Regions from separate parts of the Mus musculus genome. Here region 1 is linked to region 2. A link is a contact called in public Hi-C data. All regions are on one chromosome and are shown on one strand. The core of a region is the stretch at or near the end of the contact, and the rest is flanking DNA. Distances in the headings are between cores, read along the strand shown.

Region 1 (2,767 bases), core at 172-2,671, 360 kb after region 2:
CACGTGCACGTGTCAAAGATGACAGAGTGACAACCTGTGTCAACTTCCGAGGGAAGCTGGCCGGGAAGCATCCCTCTTTCTAATGTACATGGTGCCAAGTAAGGGCTGCACGCATGAGGGCTGTGAATTAGAGGGCCCCAGCTATCACATTTTAAAGTGGAAACATTTGTTGCAAACCAATAGTTATTGAAAGTGATTAGCTAGATTTTATAAAGAAAAAAAAACATGAATGATAACTGGTCCCTTTCTGGGTGGTTTCACTCCAGCTGAAGAGATAAGATGTTTATGCAGGTTGTTGTTATAGGCAAAAGCTAGTGACTACAAGGAGGGCATAGAAGGTGGTTCTGGTAGGAGACGGATGGGAGAGGACGGGAGTGGAACTGTGTTGAATGAAGGCTGTGTCTTCCAGAGAACAGTCATCCCAGGTGCAGTTCTCCTCAGCCTACAAACTGCCGCATGGATCTGTCCCACTTCCTGTAACACAATAAATATCTTGTGGCTTAAAATAATACTTTATTGCCCAAAAATGGAAATGTTTCCATTCCCAAATGTAATGATTCTTTTTAAGTTCAAGTAGTCCATAAAGTTAAAGTTAGACCTGGGATAACGCTGCGGGCCATGACATGAGCAGATGGTTTCCTGCCTCCCCACCCCCAGTTAAGTGTGGCCTGCCCTTCCCTGCTCCTCCTCCTCGTGTGTCTGTGAACAGTTTATATCAGCTACCAGAATGCCTCCTGCCAATGGCTATGCTAGACATGATGAGTACAGTATCTATTTGGGAAGCAAATTCTTTTGAAGGGTAGAAGGCAGAAAAGTACACAGGTCATAAGTTTACAGTATAATGAACTTTTTAGAAGCAAACCCACTCATAATGAAGATCCAGGGCCAGGCACAGTGGCACATGAAGGCAAAGGCAGGCAGATCTCTGTGAGTTCCAGGACAGCCTAGTCTGCGTACCAAGTTTCAAGACATGTAGGGCTACACAGAGAGACCCTGTCTCAATCAACTAATGATCAAAATCCTACCAGGGATTGTGAAGGAACATGCTCGCTGCCTAAACTGCCTTCCTCACCTCCTTCAGACTGTTCTTTTCTATCTTTATTTGTAACCTTTATCAATATGCTGAGATTTTTCTAAATTTGCCCTTTTGTTCTGATCACCTTTCTGAAAATAACGTTTACATTATTTGTAAAATACATTATAGGACCCTTGAGTGAGGTTGAGACAAGTGTAGTGACTCTCCATGATTGAAATGAAGCCAAGATCCGGGCATGGCCTGCGTGGTAGGTCACCTTTTCAGGAGATGCCCTCATTCCTCCAGAACAGGCATTGAGGCCGATTAAAGGAGAAGTATATGCCTTTTTCTGAAATGGCGGCTATGCAGAAAGATGGATACATGGCTAGAATCTGCCCTCTGCTGGACACTCATGGTACAACTGGGAGAAGGTACTCTCCTAAGGCTTCCTGGATGGCCAGCCTTTCACCCTACCTCCCTCCAGCTGTTCTTGCAACTTCTCTTTTCTCTTACGCTGTTTCACAACAATGATAGAAAATTCAGCTTAGCAAGGTGTGAGGCAAAGTATGTGGCAAGGCCTTTGTAAATGTCCTGGCAGTTTACTGTGAATGTGGAGTATGCTGGGACTGCTCACCATTCCAATCTCACCCACAAGCAATGAATGAGATTGGGTCCTGAGCTAGCGTCAGGAGAGGAGGAGTAACCAGCTGTTGTGTCTCTCCAGGACTCGACAAGGAGAACGTTGAACTCTCCCCCACCGCTGGCCACTGTAACAGTGGACGGACTCGCCATGGATCCGCAAGCCAAGTGCAGAAGCAAAGAAGTGCTGGCAGTTTCAAACGTAATAGCATTAAGAAGATCGTGTGAAGCGTTCTTTGTTTCACTCTTCAAACCAACCTAACATGGCTTCTCACTAGTGACCCCTCACCTTGCACTGCTGCACTTCGTGTCTTATGATCCCATCTGGTCGCCGTGTCGCCAGACGGTCATCTCTTGGAGCATTGCCTAAGTTTAATGCTGCTTTTCTTTGATGTTTTTCCTTCTACTTTGGCATGTGTCTGGTTGAGCACTTGTTCTGAGGACAGCAGAGACAGCAGGCGGTCAGGAGGCCTGACTGAGAGCGTGGACCGTGGGTGTGGATGAACCCTGCAGTGCTGCCGCTGCCGCAAGCCACGGGCCGTACGCGGAGGACGGCCTTCTGTGTTCCCGTCTTGCAGAGTGAAGGGGTCGTCTTAGTTACACACTTATAAGTTTGGGGGAGAAATCATATTTTAACCCCAGTGTATTTAATCTTCTAGCTGTGGACTTTTTTTTTTTTTTTTTTTTACCTTATGTAGTTGAAGGAACCACAGAGGCCAAGCCTCAATAAAGCCACAGGCCAGGGACTGAGGGAGGGGCAAACTAATATTTTGTAACGAATTCTTAAGAAATACTAACATTTGAGTCTTAGCAATAAGTACAGGAAAATAAGCGTGACACACACATCTTAACATTGCTGAATTAAAGCTATTGGTTCTGAGGCCTTATACATACTTGGTCATCCAACCTGGGTAATTTTTTTCCAGTTGATTATCTTTTAATTTTTACATATGAAGGTGTTCTGTTCTTTTTTTTTTTTTTTAAGCCAAGACTATACTAAGTATAGAAACTACACTTGTGTTTGCACTTGCTTTCTCCTCTTTCCTAAGTGATTCTAAGCAGGGTAATTTGCAGACAGAGTGGTGAGACTCGTTTCCACAAGGTAATTTTCAT
Region 2 (2,700 bases), core at 90-2,589:
GATGCTGGAGGCACGAATCACCACAGGATCAACTTTGACAAATATCATCATCCAGGGTACTTTGGGAAAGTTGGTGTGAGGCATGACCACTTCAAGAAGTTTCATAGCTTCTGCCCAATCGCCAACCTGGATAAATTGTGGGTGCTGGTCAGTGAGCAGACATGGGTCAATGCTACAAAACAAACAAACAAACAAGACAGCAGCTGCTCCCGTATGTGGTGTCCAATCAATCCGGCAACTTGTTCTAGGAAAGGGAAAGCTCCCTAGGCAGCTGTCATCATGAAGGCCAAATTCCTCGGCAGAAGAGCTGAAGAGAAGATAAAGGATGTTGGAGGTACCTGTGCTCTGGTGGCTTGAAGCCACCCAGGGGGTTAATTAAATGCTAATATTAAAAAAAATCTCTATGGGAACACATGTTGTAAATCGTCCTGGAATTTTTTACCTCATCCAACTATTGGTTGCTGTGGGGGTTTTTTTTTGTTTGTTTGTTTGTTTTTTTTTTTGAGACAGGGTTTCTCTGTGTAGCCTTGACTATCCTGGAACTCACTGTGTAGATCAGGCTGGACTCGAACTCACAGAGTTCGGACTGCCTCTGCCTGGGATTAAAGGGTTGCACCGCTCCTTCCTGTTCTTTAGAGTCTTCAATGAAGGGCTGGTTTCCCTTTCCTGTGTCCCCTTCGTTTTCCAAGTCTTTCTGGCTGCCTCAGATACCAGGACAAGTCTTTTGTATTCATAATTCGTGGAGTGCAGGGAGGTGAGGAGTCCAACCACGGGATCAGTGTGGCTTGAAACCTACTGTGTGGCCTTATTGTTACTTCATACTCCCGGGGTGGCTCTTGGGAAATAGCTGAGATTTCCAGACCGAGGCAAGTCTGTTGTTCTCTGGAACCTGGGAGGGAAGGAAAAGGGGAGCCTAGAGGGCCGGCGTGGGTCAGGTAGGCCATCTATAACTGTGGGATCCTCTTCTTCCTGGTGAGGGCCCAGGCTAGTATTTCTGGAACAACCCTGTTGCAGGACCCACAGTGATCACTATTTAGGAAATGTGTCTGCAAACAGTGTTGGGAACACCACAGGAGGAAGAGGCCGGAGTAGAAGATGAAATTATTCCTTGCAGTGCGGAGCTGTGATTTCCTAGCCCCTCTGGGCAGGATGTGCAATGCACTGTCCCTGTCCCATACACCTCAGGTCTTGGATTTCCCAGCCCAGATTGTGGCCGTTCCCTCACACTGCAGGCTTTGGCGCCCCCTGCCGGCCCCGGAGAGCCGTGCCACGCTCCGAGTCCCAGCGATGCCAGAAGGGCATGTCACTGCTGGGGCAGGATTAAGTCACTAGAAAGAAAGGAAATGAGTCACCACTCTTCGCAGCTGGGGGCGGCCTGGGGAGAGTGTCGAGATAAGGATACAGGAACTAGGGACAATGGCGGGAAGTGAGAGGAATGTGGGCCCAGGACAGCCTTCAGTACCCTCTGCACCCTGGACCAGCAAGGGAACCCTCCGAGGGAGGCAATAGGGGTGGGACGGGCTGAACCTTGGGTTGTTGGAAGAGAATGGGACAGAGGACAGCCCAGGGCGCCCATATCATCTTTCCCACATCCATTGAACTTCCTAAAAACCTTAGCTAGACTTCCTGAGAACTCCTGTAAGGCCCTTAGCATAAGACACAAACTGTAAGAACACCCCAACACTCGCCAGGGAACATGGGCAGTGTAAACATGGGTCGTGCTATTTCCAGCTATGGAGTCTATTTTCCAGAAGGAAAGTGTTCCCTCAGTAGTAAAGATCTCTGTAGTCCTTGCCCGGGGATTTAGGAGAGTTGGCCTTCGACCTCAAAATAGCTCTGGTCCCATCTGGATTAAGATGTCTGACAGCAGGCCCACAATTTGAAGTTGGAAAGTCTGTTCCAAACCAGTTGTCCGTTCCTTAAGTCCTGAATGTTCCTTCGTTAAGTAGTCATCCCTTTGTCCTGAAAAAATAAGATAACTTTATGTTCTATCTCAGACAAGAAGGGCTTTCCATGTGACCTTCCAAGGTGGCCCACTCGAGTTGCCCCTCATGTCTCAGGTGTGTGTGTTGAGTTCCCTCAGTAGGTCTCTACTTCCTGGAGGGCCTTTCCTCTGTTGTTCCTTTGAGCCAGAATTGAGACAGTCACCAGTGGAACTGGGTCTGCTAGAGAGTCATGGCCAGTGGGCAATTGGAGAAGAAGTAATGGACCCACCAGGAAATATCCCACTGGAAAGAGAAGAGCAGAAATTATTTTCACATATGAACATGTCTGGGCCTGCCAAAGGGGTGCCTAGAGTCCTCCAGTCCCTTAGGTGATGATTCTCCCAGAAGACATCTGTCTTGTCTGTCTTGTCCTACTCATTCCAGCCCACAACCCTGTCACGTGGGTGAGTCTACCAAGTGTCTCCTGAACACTAATGGTAAGTTTCCCATGGGACAAGAGAGCATTGTGGGATCTTCTCCCCTCTGGTGGTCTCAGCAGTGCGGGGCCACGATGACTCAGGGAACAGAGCTGCATCTAATCAGTCCAGATCTCCTTAGGATTTTGATAGGCGTCCCTGAGGCTGTCACCAGTCCCCTCCCTTCCCCAGATGGCCCCCTGTGCACACAGTACCCAGTATGCATATTCCGAGTCCACACAGATCTTTATGCTTTTTCCTCTGCTGGGCTTCAGAGCTCTTGTCTGAGCTGAGTTCAG

The links. Hi-C and Micro-C count contacts between places; a contact is called where the count stands out from the background.
Region 1: a contact with region 2 is called in a Hi-C map of CD8 T cells, with 2.4 times the contacts expected there. The contact joins two enhancer-like sites. A contact is called at or near these places in 3 of 39 promoter capture datasets (hippocampal neurons, pre-B cells and stem cell-derived epiblast-like cells), 4 of 15 datasets of contacts at CTCF or cohesin (the NIH/3T3 cell line, embryonic stem cells, large pre-B cells and 1 more), 50 of 484 Hi-C or Micro-C datasets (the 63-12 cell line, B cells, the Ba/F3 cell line and 24 more), 3 of 115 datasets of contacts at active chromatin or transcription factors (the HPC-7 cell line, T-cell acute lymphoblastic leukemia and embryonic stem cells) and 1 of 9 other capture datasets (embryonic stem cells).

What each region holds. Positions count from the first base shown.
Region 1 is chr11:79,576,515-79,579,281 of GRCm38.p6, forward strand. Nf1 (neurofibromin 1) reads left to right here. Exons shown (of 58, transcript NM_010897.2): 58 at 1,740-2,767. The coding sequence ends at 1,882. Among named protein-coding and RNA genes, the nearest start is that of Rab11fip4, 13 kb to the right of the region's middle. Within about 2 kb of position 1,422, at least 29 of the 459 cell types and tissues checked have an H3K27ac peak or open chromatin away from gene starts, as enhancers often do. A contact at or near this core is called in CD8 T cells and T-cell acute lymphoblastic leukemia, where this site is marked.
Region 2 is chr11:79,212,887-79,215,586 of GRCm38.p6, forward strand. No RefSeq gene overlaps it. Among named protein-coding and RNA genes, the nearest start is that of Gm30470, 10 kb to the right of the region's middle. Within about 2 kb of position 1,340, at least 119 of the 459 cell types and tissues checked have an H3K27ac peak or open chromatin away from gene starts, as enhancers often do. A contact at or near this core is called in CD8 T cells and T-cell acute lymphoblastic leukemia, where this site is marked.